2 separate regions of the Mus musculus genome follow, and region 1 is linked to region 2. A link is a contact called in public Hi-C data. All regions are on one chromosome and are shown on one strand. The core of a region is the stretch at or near the end of the contact, and the rest is flanking DNA. Distances in the headings are between cores, read along the strand shown.

Region 1 (6,965 bases), core at 3,692-6,191, 330 kb before region 2:
GCCTCCTGAGTGCTGGGACTAAAGATGCGCGCCACCACTGCCTAACTTAAGAACCCATTTCTAATATTACCTATGTCTTACTGTGTAATAAAGAACTCTGAAACTTAGTGGCTAAAAACAGCCATTGCATGGCTAATGATTTATGAACTGTGTGTTTCAGAGCAGAGCAAGGGAGCCTTGACTTGTTCTGTTTGGGACTTGAGTCCTCCACCTGGTCTTTCCCTTTCCACATGGATAGGCTTGATGCAGTTTAGTGGAAATGTTATTTTTGTAACTATATTAACACCTCAGTAGGTTCTACATCCCTCCATGGTAACCGACTAGTCTGTATTCTCCAGAATACACCATCACCATGTATGACACCAAGACCCGGGAGCTCCGCTGGAATGCCACCTATTTTGACTATGCAGCCTCACTGCCGGAAGACGACGTGGACTACAGTAAGTGTGCGAAAGGGTGCGCCTTCCACATATAGAAATGATCGCTCCAGAGAGCAGGAGTTTAACAAAGTAACCCCTTACCACCAAGTTCTGGGTTTTTCATGGGCTTGTGATGATAGCTTTAGCCAGAGAGAAGGAAAGGCACACGTTTTGAGTCTTTATGTATCACAGAAGGAATGTATTACCAGCACGTGAGCAATAGAATCGGACGTTAGCATGTGGCATCAATACCTCCATTAAGAGGGCCACTCTGGGGAGCTGAAGAGATGGCTCAGAGCACTTGTTGCTTTTGCAGAGGACGTGAGTTCAGTTCCTATCATTGATGGCTCAGCTCACTACTGCCTATAACTCCATTCCAGGAGATCAAATGCCCTCTTCTAGCCTCTGCAGACACTAGACATGAGAGTGGTACACATAAATACATACATGCAGCTATTTACTCATAGTCATACAATAAATGAATCTTAAAAATCGTTTTAGGTCTACATAGTGAGTTCCAAAACAGCCAGAGCTACATAGAGACTCTCTCAAAAACAAATCAACAACAAAAATCTTGCCTAGCATGCTCAAATCCCTGGGTCCAATCCCTAGTACCACGATAAGAAAAGGCAGTCCACATTTAAATATGGTTTATACTCTAATAACTTGTAGCTGTCACATTCTGCAACTCAGATGATAACTGTGCAACTAAGTTTTTTTTTTAAGATTTATTTATTTATTTTATGTATATGAGTACACTGTAGCTGTACAGGTGGTTGTGAGCCTTCATGTGGTTGCTGGGAATTGAATTTAGGACCTCTGCTTGCTCTGGTCAACTCTGCTTGCTCCTGCCCTGCTCTCTGTAGTCCAAAGATTTTATTTATTATTATAAATAAGTACACTGTAGCTGTCTTCAGACACACCAGAAGAGGGCGTCAGATCTCATTACAAACAGTTGTGAGCCACCATGTGGTTGCTGGGATTTGAACTCAGGACCTCTAGAAGAGCAGTCGGTGCTCTTAACCTCTGAGCCATCTCCCCAGCCCCTAAGTTTATTGTCTTAACACTGGTATCTGAAAGTCTGACTCTTCTTTCTGGCTCAGGACCTCACACACTGTCTCTGGGTGCCCGGGCTTTCAATGATTGCTATAAAATGTTAGCGTCATTGGCACTGCATTCGCTCCTTTCCTCTCAGCATTTACTCTCACTTATTGAGAGAGTAATTTTTTAAAAAGGCAGGGGGGTGGGAAAAGAAGCCTATTTTACATTTATAAGCCAGGCATATCACAGTGTCTTAAAACTGAAGAGTTCATTGCAAACCAGTGACTTCTTGTGACCTGAGAATGTTCTGGAAGCCTCCACTTCAGTGATCCGAGTGCAGCCTCCGAGAGAAGAGGCCCTGGGTGGGAATGTGGCTGACATGCTTTGTTTGGTCTTTAGAGATGTCCCACTTTGTGTCCAATGGCGATGGACTGGTGGTAACTGTGGACAGTGAATCTGGGGATGTCCTGTGGATCCAAAACTATGCCTCTCCTGTGGTGGCCTTCTACGTCTGGCAGGGGGAGGTCCTGAGAAAGGTGGTGCACATCAACGTTGCTGTGGAGACTCTACGCTACTTGACCTTCATGTCTGGGGAAGTGGGGCGCATCACCAAGTGGAAGTATCCATTCCCCAAGGAGACAGAGGCCAAGAGCAAGCTAACGTGAGTTGGAGGAGTTGGGACAGATGAGGACAGGACAGAACAGGCAGCAAAGGACAAACTTGGCATTCTGGGACTGCTACAGTGTAATATGCCCTATACTGGGGGGGTCAGGGAATTGGCAGATATCTCTGAGCTCATGTAGAACATCAAGAGTCACAGACTTGTTTTGAGCTGGGGGATGGTGGTAGTGCACATCTTTATTCCCAGCTAAAATAGACAGAGGCAGGTGGATCTCTGAGTTCGAGGACAGCCTAGTTTACAGAGGGAGTTCCAGGACAGCCAGTGCTCTACAGAGAAACCCTGTCTTGAAAAGCAAATTACCCCCACCCCACCCCCCAAAAAACCAAACAAACCGCTGGCTCATTTCGGAACCTCAGAATGTAAGCCATGTAGTACCCCTTTATACTTCAGACTTCTCTGTCACTGCCTTTCTCTTTCTCTCTCTGCTTCTGTATTATGTTTATGGGTTTGAAGAGAAAGTCCCATTATGTAACTCATGCTGGCCTCAGCTTCCTAAGTAATGGGATTACAATTGTCTACCTACCTGGACTTCTTGAACATTGACTACAAAATATGAGGGGAGACTGTATTACAAGACTATATATTTAAAATTTTTAATACATGTCATATTCATTTTAAAAATCAGAAAAAAAAAGTATCACAGTGTATGTGACCAAAACTCAGCAGGCTGTATCCTTCATTTCTACCTGTTAAAAGCTAGGCCTCAATCTTCCTACTCCATAGATTTGTGGAGAAGCTGAAATATAATCATATTGTGAAACTGTTGTCTATAGTGAAACACCATTTAGGTAGAAGGTATTTGTAGAAAGAACTTTGGATAATTTCATAGATGACTGATCCAAGGCTCTTGACAGTAGTAATTACTGTAGCTCTGTAGGTATAGCTCCCGCTGTTTTCATGCTGGTACTAGACAGCCCTCTGTGATATCTCAGGTGGGAGCACATTACCAAGAAATATCATTCAGTTTGGATTGGAGTTTCTTTCTTTTTTTCTCATTTTGCTTTTTGCTTTGTTTGTTTTCTTTATTTGAGGCAGGGTCTCGTGAGCCTAGGCTGGCCTCCAGTGTGCTATGTGTCCTGGGATTACAGGTGTGCACTGCCCTGTACAAGATACATTCCTTTTGCTCTCAGCATCTGGAATGGAGCACCTGTTCCTTTGCTGAGCCCTGAAGTCCTCATAAAGCCCACAGCAGCATGGTAGTGCTGAGTGTAGTGCTTCTGAAAGAGTGCTGGCTCGCTCACCTGAGAAACTGGCAGCAGGTGCTAAGTGCTGAGTCTCCTGCTAGTCATCAGTGCAGCCCTTTCCTCGGCTGCACTGGTCTAGTCCAGTCTAGTCCAGTCCTGCCATTTGCAGGCAGGGAAAGAGGCTTCCCATTCTGTAGGTGATAGGCAAATCTGGGGCCTGAAGACCTACTGCCCTGTCACTCTACAGTACCCCTGCCACCTTGCTGGTTTCCTTGTGAGAGTTTCATGGCTCATGTGTGGCAGTTGACACTTGTGTCTATGCTTCTGATATCCTAAAAGCCACAGTGTATGGGGTTTGGACATAAAATGACTTAAGATGTATGTTTCTGGTTTTTTTCCTCAGGCCTACTCTGTATGTTGGGAAGTATTCCACCAGCCTCTATGCCTCTCCCTCAATGGTGCATGAGGGGGTTGCTGTCGTGGTGAGTCGAGTGTGGGACCTAAAGATGCAGTTTCTTGACTGCTTTTGTTCTAGCAAAAAGTGACATTGAGTTTTGTGTAAACGTCTGGTTAGGAAGGGGAAGTGCAGAGCTGAGTGAATCATGAGCGGCTTCTATAAATCCACATCCTGCTGAAAGCAGATGCTGACAGAAGCAGCTCCCTGAAGCCAGGAAAGACTCACTCCCTATGGCTTTGTGTTCAGATCTAACCGTCAGGCTTTCTTCCAGCCAGTCCCACCCTGCCTACCTACCACTCTGCTAGTTTTCAGGGTTGCATGGTCCAGAGAAGCACATGCTTCCCATGATCACCCAAACTTCCCTATTCTTTCTTCTGAGCTTCAGTTGCTGGTCTCTCACTTCCTTTCCCCTGCTCAATCCTTTTGTGAGTGCTCCATGCCTCCTCAGGCTTCTCCAGCCTGCTTTGAGCACTCTCACCGAGTGACTGGGACATTACACTCCTGATGTGCTTGTGCCTGGACTGGCTGGTTGTATACTGGCTGCCTGGTGAGTTGGTTGGCTGCTGCAGCAGTGAGGCCACTCCTGACTCTATCAACTCATCAGTGTCTAACAACTCAGCAGTTTATTCCACACTGTCAGTTGCGTCATCTGTGACCATATAGATTCTTACATGGTTTCATAGAATTTCTGATAGTAGCTTCTCGGAGTTCTATCATGCATGTTCTTCCTGGTTCTCGGTACCCAAACATGCAAACCTGACATGGCAGGACCAGACATGATAGTTGATGCCTGTAATCCCAGCACTTGCGAGATGCAAACAGGAGAGTCTAGAGTTCAAGAACAGCCTGGGCTGCTTGAGTTCTGTCTTAAGCAAACAATCTGAAAAGATGTCAGTAGAGTGTCCCTTGCCCAGTCCCAGGATCTTTGTGTCATGCTTTGATGGATGATGATTGTTGAGCTGCGTGAGCCACAACTGTCCCTTTAGGGAAACCTTTAGGACCTTGGGAAACCTCTCCTGCCAGCCCTGCAGCTCACCGCATCCCATCTCCACAGCCTCGAGGCAGCACTCTTCCTTTGCTGGAAGGCCCCCAGACAGATGGCGTCACCATTGGAGACAAAGGAGAGTGTGTGATCACTCCCAGCACAGACCTCAAGTTTGACCCTGGACTCAAAGGGAAGAGCAAGCTGAACTACTTGAGGAATTACTGGCTTCTCATAGGTAAGAGCTGCTTCTTGCTAGGTGGTAACATACTGCCCCCTGGTGGGCAAAAGCCAGCCCTGCTGGTTTACTGCTGCTCTTCATTGTGAATGCATTGTGTGCTCTGTCCATGTCAAGATGGTTTAGGCCTGGGAATATTTTTATTTTCAAGGAGTTCCAGGTTGCTTAATCAGGTCTCAAAAAAACCAGTTTCTCTCCAAGATTGAAACATTTGGTGTAAATTTCAGGCAATGTCTGCTCCCTGTTCCTCACAGTGACCATGTGAGGTGGGTACCCTTGTTATTTCCACTCTATAAGAATACTGGGACTTGTCATTTGGAATAGGAATCAGTGTGGATAAGAGGCTGGGCAGGACAAGTTTAAGACCTATGATGAGTGACAGTTGTGGAAATAAAGGCAAAATACTTAGCAATCTGAGGAGAAACCAGAATCAACAACCATGAAGAGTCTGCGCTGTTCCTGGGCCCTCACAGAAAGGCTCTTGGGGAGTTTCTTTTTCTCGGTCTGATTTTTTTGGTTTGTTTCATATTGTTGGAGACAGAATGTCACTATGTTACTCAGGTGACCCCCAATTCATTCAGTCCCTGTTTCCCACATACTTGGCTTCTCTCCTCCCTCCCATTTGCTAAGGCAGAGACCAGGGCCTTAAGCGTGCCAAGCATGCTTTGACTCTGGGATGCACCCTGGCCTTATCTTTTTTTCTTCTTCCCATTGTTGTTGCCCTTACTATCCTTGACCCTGGGAGTGAATTAAAGGCCTGGTTACAAAGATAAGAGGTTGAGATTATACCCCAAGGCAGTGAGTATTGCAAACAAAGGCAGAAGTGAGGGTGATTGGGTCCCTGGCAAATATCCCAAGTAACTAGAGCAGGATGGATTTTCTTAAATCAGATCTTTCCTTCCTGTGCCCTATATATACTAACAATACACACCAATTCTGATGACCTAGCCTAAACGTGAGAGGTGGTCTGAGTCCCAGCAGACTAGGTAGATGTGGGTAGAGAAAAGAGTATGTGTGGGCACAGAAGGCAGCAGGACCTGCCAGGCAATGGGTCTGGACCAGTATATGAATACCTAAGAGAGTGCTGCAGGGGAACTGGGTGTGCTGGAGCTCCGATCAGTCTATTGGCAGGCCATTTGAAAGATCCTGTTCTTTGTGCCTTTTACTTCTTCATAGCTGTGTGTGTGTGTGTGTGTGTGTGTGTGTGTGTGTGTATTAAATCTTTAGAGAACACTGACTAATACATTCACTCTTCACACATTGCTATAGAAGTACAGCAACAGCCATAGTATAGTGTTATCACTAACTAGCAAGGGCTCATTAGAATTATACGGCTACTCGGTTTTATGTACCAATGAAGGGTCCATAAACTGCCTGGCAGTGGTTAAGAAGTAGCACAAAGGAAATGTGTATGAAGGTACTGAAAATGTGCCAGAGGAGTCTCCGTGGCAGAACTGGAAAATGAGATCCCTTTAAAATCCCTTTAAATGGTCAGAGTAAGACAACTAGGAAGCCTAACAAACTTCTAAGAGGGTAGCTAAGTAAGGGTCTCACAATTCTGAGGTCCCCTTTGAGGAACTCTGTAACTGCTCAGCTTAAAATAAGGCAGTGGGAATACATAACAATCTTCTCATAGACCAGGGCCACTGTTTATACCTGTTAATGTCAAGATAGGCCCTGTGGTTCTTGTGGAAGACTGCAAGATAGTCTACCTTCACATTCATCTTGAAAATAAAGTGGATCTAATTAAATCAGAAGGTGGGGTTTGTTCTGTTTTTTGCCCCCAGCAGTGACCCTGACCTGGTGTTCAACATCCCCTAGTGCTTTGTCAAATAGTCATGAAGGTGACCCAATGCAGTAAGCTGGCCCTGTACCAGCAGAGATAGGTCCTGCGTGTACAGTGGGATATTATTGAACATCCTTCTTCAGTGGGAGCCTGTTTATAAGGAAACTCAGTGACAT
Region 2 (7,491 bases), core at 1,587-4,086:
AGAGCAGATATGCAAATTAATTTTAGCCTCTAGTCACTGGCCTGGAGTTTAAATGTAATGAAAATATTAAGAAATTAGATTCTTCTTTATTAAATGTTTGAGTTTGTTTGTTTATTAGGTTCTGAGGAAACAGGAATTACAATAAATTTAAGAACAGCCTGGTCTACACAGCAAGTTCCAGGGTAGCTAGGACTACACAAGAAGACTATCTCAGAACAACAACAAACAACAAAAACAAAAAAGGAAGAAAGAAAGAGCTAGAGAGATGGCTTAGAAGTTAAGAAGACATACAGGGTGATCTTCCAGACAACTTGGGTTCAATTCCCAGCACACACATAGCAGCTCAAAACTGTCTGTAGCTCACACCCTCACACAGGTATACATGCAAGCAAAACACCAATGCAGATGAAATAAAAATAAATAATTTTTTAAATGTGAGAGAAAGACAGAGAGAGGAAAGCAAAGGTATTTAAGAGAATGCTAGGGACGGAGCTCAGTGACAGATGCCTGCCTAGCCTTCACAAGACTTAGGTTTGATGCCCAGCACTGGAAACACAAATACATTTAAAAAGTGACATGGGCTCAAATAAAAAGACACCATGCTCCCTGTTCTTTTTCCTTTGGGACTTTACCCACGGAGTTTCTTTCCTCCCAGCAAGGCCTTTCCGAAAACATGTTCATACACTAGCTGAAAACATCTTCAAATTTGAAAACAGGCTCTCCTCTATTTTCATACTAGATAATGAGACGTTGCCGTCATTATTGGATACTCACACACTGGTTTTACAACCAAAGTGTTCCATGTGAGGTCTGTATATCCTCAAGGGTCTCATACTCCCGTTTGCGACTTAAGGCTCACACACCGGGCAAGAAGGAAAGCGTATAAGACTATTACAATACAGGTCCATAATTCAAAGATCTAGCTTAAAGTCTGTAGCAGTAGGTAAATGTGGGGAAACAGGGAAGGATAAAAAGAATTCTGTTCCCCAATAATATATAAGGAAATATGTGCCCCATATAATAAGCATTCCATAAACATTTATTGGAATATATTGTATTAGACATGTGAATAAATAAATGTTGAAATGTAAATCCTTACTAGTTTCCTTTGGTGTCTCTCAGATGAGAGTTCTATAGAAAAAAAAATCTGAAATATAGCATGGAAAGGGAATAGAAAACCCAGCAAATGAACAAATCCTTCCCATACTGTATGAGGGGCAGTCTGATAAAGAACAAAGCAATTAACTTAAAGCCAGAGTAAGGAGTTCCACCACAATCGAGTATCTGGCCAATTTGCTACTGCACCCACAAAACCTCCTACAAAAATGACTTGACCTTGCTTTAGGGCAAAACAAACATTAGCATTTCATCTTATGGAGCACTCACACAAGCAATGAATACTTCTGCAAAGGAGACTTTCACTAAATTTCACCCCTTTCTGACTTAGAATAATACTAAATATTTTTGCAAAACCTGATTGAGACCAGGAAAATGAGCATCACAATACCTGCCCCAACTGGGGAAGCAAAATATATTTAAAATGTCACACATTCCTTAGCTAAGTCCAAGACTTTTTGATAAAGAACCAAAATTATGCAAAATATATATAAAACAGCTCAAATATTTTGTAGAAGGCATTAAAAAAACTTTTCTTAGATTACATCTTCACAGGAGAATTACAAATACTGACAAAAAGGAAATGATTTCATAGTGATCCTTTTATGTACCGAATGCCTCTTTCAAAAAGTTACATAGTTGCAGGGGTAGCGCAGGATAAATATAAAAGCCGGGTTTTTCCAAAAGTAGGGTTTGAGTTATAACCCTCAGCGCTCAAGGATTCTTAACTTCCAGTAATCTGCGAGGAGCGCAGCTCGCATTTCTCAAGCCTGCTATTGCTAACAGGGATCCGCGTCGAATAGCGTCGCAGTGGATGCCCCGCATACCCTCCCCCCGCGTCCCCCTCCCCCGCGCAGGAGAGCGCACAGAGCTCCAGAGCAAAGCCCCGGGAACTCACAGGCCAGCCTGTGTGAGCAAAGGGAAGGAAATGACACAGGCAGGAAAAAAAAAAAAAAAAAAAAGCAAATCAAGGAAAAGACACAACAGCAGCTGGGCCTGCACCAGGCTCCAGCCCCGGCCCCACACTGAGCTCCGGCTCCCCCACCCTCAAGCTCGCGCGCCAGCTCGCTGGGGACCGCAGTGGGCCGCCCGACGGGCCTCGGTCCCGCAGACCCCTCCCCGGGATACGCCGGCCGCATGCCCGGAAAGAGAGTTGCCGAGTGGGTTTGGCCGGTAGGGCACCCCCGGAGGTAGCCAGAACGGCGCCCCGATCGAGGCACCGCGGAGAGGCGAGCGGTCCGCGATCCTCAGCCCCGGGCCCGGCGAACTGTCCATGCCTTGTCAGGCGGCGGCCCAGGGTCCTCCTCCCCTCAGCCTGGGGCGGGGCGTCGCGAAGCAGCGCGGGCACAGGCCGGGGCGGTGGCGGTACTCACCCATGGTGGCGATGGCGGAGGCGGCGGTGGCGACTACAGCCCAGAAGTGTCACCTCCGCAGCCGGGGCTGCATGCCGGGGGAGCGGGCGGCGGGGACGGCAGCGGGCCTGGCTCCGCGCGGGGGCCGTGGGCTGCGCTCGGGGCCCCCGCCGCCTCCCCAGGCTCCGGCTCCGGCCGCGGCCGGGCGCTGTGGCATGAGCAGGTTGGCCCGCTACATCCCCGGCGCTCCCAGGCTCGGCCCAACCCGGCCTCGGCGGCGCCACTCGACCGGGCCGCCTGCGAGTCCTGAAGTCCAGAAGACGCTCCGACCGGCCACTGTTCTCCACCTCAGGAACGCTCCGAAAAACAAACCGCTGGGCGCGCAGCAAGCCTTGCAGCCTGTCACTCATGCCAGCATCTGCCAATCGCATGCAGCCGCTGGGCCTTGGCACTACCCCCACTCTCATTACCAGCCAATAACCAGGAGGAAGTCAGATACTCCCGCCTCCTCCTCCCCGCTCTCTCCCAACGCCCTCACTCTCATCCGCCAGCTAATCACGACGGACCAATCCCGCCTACTCTCACAGGATGCCAATGGGCGAAGTCAAGGCGATTTCCGAGGGCTGGCTAGAGCCTGCCAATCACTGAGACAGCGCCCGTCCTCTCGCGCCTAGCCAATCACGGAGAGAGCGCTGAGTACCCGCCGCGGAGTGTCGCTAGCTGGCGCTCTCAGCCTCTCTGGCCAAGGTGTGGGCTGCTCCAATCACTGCTCCGGCTTGAGGCTCCGCCCACAACCCTCTGCTCAGTTGCGGAACCCTCGGCGGGCGCGCGGGCTGGCGCCGTTCCCCTCGGCGGCTACCCCGGCCTGGCGCCTTGCAAAGTCGTCTTCTGTAGAGGCCCTCAGAAAAAGAAAACCTTCGGCCCTATGGTTGTCGGTTGTTGGCGACCTCGAGGTGCTGAGGTGTCCGGCCCCTGCTGGGGCAAAGTGTCTGGCGCGGATTGGGCAGGGAAGGTTTGGCTCGATGCTTTCAGGCTACTTGAGCTGCGCGATACCCTGAGTAGCCTCGGCTTACAGGCAGGGGGATGGTCTTGTTACTTCTCTCATCCCCCTGGGTCTCAGACCTCCGAGGCCACACCTGATACTCCGTCTTCAAAGGCTAGGCTAGTGCTGGAATGTGGGTCCCCACATTCTGAGTTCTGCTAGAGTTGCTTTTGGACAAGTTTTGCTCTTAGAATTATAAAAGCGAGACACGTTTTTAAAAGAAAACTTAAAAGTGCAGGAAAACAGAAAGAAAAGCCCTACCCTGAAGATAGTTTTATCTATTTCCTACCTAGATATGCAACGTTAGACAAAAAATAACTTCATATTGTTTTCTGGTGTGCTTACACTTTTGTGCTTCCTGTGCCACTAAATATTGTCTCAAAACAATTGTACTGGCTGTGTGATCTTTCAAAAGAGCATTGTGATTAACTTTTTCAACCTCCATTGTTTCAATAATTCATACACCCAGTCTTAAGATTCCAACTCTACCACAGTTAGTGTGGCTTCCCTTTCTCTGGAGACAGTTCCAATGACATATTTCAGATTCCAGAAAAATCTGATGCCATTTTCAGTTGTCATTTAGAAACACTTACCTTAGGAGGTGGCTTTGGAGTATCAGATCTCTTAAGGAGTGTCTTACGCAATTCTTTTTCTTCATCCCCACTCTCAACCCATACTATTAACTTTATTGTCCTCTCTCTCTCTCTCTCTCTCTCTCTCTCTCTCTCTCTCTCTCTCTCGTGTGTGTGTGTGTGTGTGTGTGTGTGTGTGTGTGTGTACGAGGTGTTTGTTGTTTGAGACAGAGTCTCTAACCTAGACTGTCCTGGAACTTTTTTTTTTGTTTTTTTGTTTTTTTGTTTTCCGAGACAGGGTTTCTCTGTAGTCCTGGAACTTCTTTGTAGTCTGGTCTGAAACTCACAGATCTATCTGCCTCTACCCCCTGAGTACTGGGATTAAAATTAAAGGCCTGTGCCACTGTATCTAACTCGTTTTTCTTCAAACTCTCAAGTCTCATATTCTCACTTGATTAAGTCCCTAATTTATGCCGGGTAATGATGGTGAACGCCTTTAATCCCAGCACTTGGAAGGTAGAGGCAGAGGCAGGCAGATTTCAGAGTTTGAGGCCAGCCTGGTCTACAGAGTGAGTTCCAGAACAGCCAGGGTTACACAGAGAAACCCTGTCTCAAACAAACAAACAAAACAAAGAAGTCCCTAATTTACTGAAGTGCCTGAAATAGAATAATCTTTTTTTTTTTTTCTGGTGAAGAAACAATAGGGAAAAACACCAGCTATTTACTAGATCCCAGCCATGTAATCTCACTTAGCCTCTCCAATGACTGAGCTAGTAAGCTTCCTCTTTCTGCCTTTCCTTCAGATGCCTTTCTTGTGAATTCGATTCCCACTGTTTGTCCCTCAGCCACTGAAGTCAAACATTTCCATGCTGCAGTTACCCTGTGTGCTGAGGATTCCAGCTCAGGCAGGTCTTGGTTCTAAGCTCCCGAGGCAACATTCCTGAGCATTCCACAGGCACCTCACATTCTACAGGTCCAAACTGAACCCATCGCTTCCCTCCACTGTTCACATTTCCTCTGCTCATCAGTTCCCCAAGGAAGACACCGAGTGATCAGGTCTCCAGTCCTTCTGCCTCTCTTTCACCCTAGCTCCGCTAGCCCAGTTCAAACCATCAACATCTCTTACTTCATTTACTTAAAGTGTATTCACACCACAGACTTTCTATCAGAAACATGATCCTAGAGAACCCTATTTACAAATATTATAACCCATCAGTTTTAAGATGAGTCAAATAGGGGCTGGAGAGAGAGCTCAGCAGTAAAGAGTGCTTGTTGCTCTTGCAGAGAAGAGAGCCCAGGTTCAGTTACCATCACCCACATTGGTCAGCTCACAGCTGCTTGTAAATCCAACTCTAGGGGATGGGCCCTCATTTCAACTCCACAAGTACCATGCATGCATGTTGTCATACACAAATATAAACCAGGCACACGCATGTACCGATCATTTAAAAAAAAAAAAAAAGAATCAAATGTGAAAGAGGTAACAAAGTATTCTCACCCCAAGTCCATGCTGCAGCCACACTAAAAATTCCTCAAATCAATCTCAACTTTTCAATCCATTCCCCGTGATGGTTTGCATATGCTCGGCCCAGGGAGTGGCACTATTAGAAGGTGTGGCCTTGTTGGAGTAGATGTGTCACTGTGGATGTGTGCTATAAGACCCTCATCCTAGCTGCCTGGAAGCCAGTATTCTGTTAGCAGCCTTCAGACGAAGATGTGGAACTCTCAGCTCTGCCTGCAACATGCCTGCCTGGATGCTGCCATGTGTCCTGCCTTGATGATAATGGACTGAACCTCTGAATCTGTCAGCCAGCCCCAATTAAATATTGTCCTTATAAGAGTTACCTTGGTCATAGTGTCTGTTCACAGCTGTAAAACCCAAACTAAGACATTCCCCTCCCTGTCTCCCTCCCCACACAGTCGTATGTGTACTATGTTCTTTGTGGTGAGTGTACTCCATTTCTGCTCCCAGTCTCAGTCCTTCTAGGGAGGATTAAGTCCTCTTAGTTCTCCACCACTCCCTCTCAAGCTGGGCTAAGGAAGGCCTTTGCTCTGCTCCAAGAGCACTTGTTCTGCTCTCATGTAAGTGCATTTTGTAAAACAGGCAGGTAAACAGAAGCTGTCAGGAAGGGGATGTAGCTCGGTGGTAAACGGTTCACCTAGAATGGGCAAGAACCTGGGTTTGCTCCCTTAGCACTGGGGGAGGGGCCACAGGTGAGCAAGGAAGAAGCTGTCCTTCAAACTGGCGTGCCAACCATCTCCTCAGTACATCTGAAATGCCTGCTGGGTGTGGTGGTGCACACATGCCTGTAATCCTAGTACTCAGGAAGCAAAAGAAGATTGCCTCAAGTTGAAAGCCAGGCCCTAGACTATATTACAAGACCTATTTGTTAGGACCATATAGCATAGCATGACACTCTGACTCAAGACTCAAAATAGCAAAGCGTGTGTGTGTGTGTGTGTGTGTGTGTGTGTGTGTGTGTGTGTGACAGAGAGAGAGAGAGAGAGAGAGAGAGAGAGAGAGAGAGAAAGAGAGAGAGAGGTGTCAAGTGGGAACACTAGTAATTGAATATAGTGTCCACATATACACCCTTAGTTATGTATTTTATCTTCCCTTTGTGGGTTGCTTTCTCTTCTTTCTTAGCACTGCGTGAAGCTTCCTTGCTGGGCCATACCTTCTCTTAGTTTTACAGTGACCGAATGCCTGTGGGTATCTGAGCCATGCCTACTTCCAGTACCAGGGACCAAAAAGTGCTGGCCCTATCTGGCAGCCCTATTATATAGTAGCTGCACACTTTCATTCTTTTCTTTCAAGTGCATGTTGCCAATGGGGCACAGCAGGAACAATAAACAATGGACAGTTTCTCTTAGGGGAGGGATCAATAGGTTTGGTTTACAAAAGAAAAATACCAGTAAACCTGTCACCTGTTTCATGAAAATTCTTTTAATTCAGAGATAAAGTAGGGTACATTTTAGATTACCTGCTGAACCAATTAATTTACTGTGTCATCAAGGAATAATATGCATATCTCATAGATCTTAAAAATTATTGGTATTTTCTCCTAAATAAAAGTAGTATTCATTTTAAAGTCATGCTGGTATACATTTATCCCAAAGAATAACTTACTTTGCAAGTAAGCAAAGGTAAAGAAAATTCATTGTAACCTCGTTTCTAAGTAGACATCCAAATAGTCACTGATCGAATGGTTAAACATGTTATGATAGAGTATTTTTAATTATTTGTATGTATGTAGGGGTGAAAGGAATATATGCATGAATTCAGGAGCCTGAGGAAGCCAGGAGTGTTTTACCTGTGTGGTGGTGTTGGGGGTAGTTTGTATGTACAAATGACCTTGAGTCCCACCTTGGCTGAGGCAGGATCTTTTTGTTGTGTACTGCTGTGTGTACA

Evidence for each region. A called contact is a pair of places that touch in the nucleus more often than the background predicts.
Region 1: a contact with region 2 is called in a Hi-C map of B cells, with 7 read pairs. The contact joins the enhancer-like site here to the promoter of Map3k3 in region 2. A contact is called at or near these places in 1 of 484 Hi-C or Micro-C datasets (B cells), 3 of 115 datasets of contacts at active chromatin or transcription factors (bone marrow-derived macrophages, effector CD8 T cells and embryonic stem cells) and 1 of 9 other capture datasets (liver).

Annotation. Positions count from the first base shown.
Region 1 is chr11:106,416,862-106,423,826 of GRCm38.p6, reverse strand. It overlaps Ern1 (endoplasmic reticulum (ER) to nucleus signalling 1), which reads left to right. Exons shown (of 22, transcript NM_023913.2): 7 at 339-440; 8 at 1,860-2,121; 9 at 3,730-3,808; 10 at 4,838-5,003. Among named protein-coding and RNA genes, the nearest start is that of Icam2, 38 kb to the right of the region's middle. Within about 2 kb of position 4,941, at least 87 of the 459 cell types and tissues checked have an H3K27ac peak or open chromatin away from gene starts, as enhancers often do. A contact at or near this core is called in B cells and bone marrow-derived macrophages, where this site is marked.
Region 2 is chr11:106,079,932-106,087,422 of GRCm38.p6, reverse strand. Map3k3 (mitogen-activated protein kinase kinase kinase 3) reads right to left here and starts at 2,836. Exons shown (of 16, transcript NM_011947.4): 1 at 2,490-2,836. The coding sequence starts at 2,493.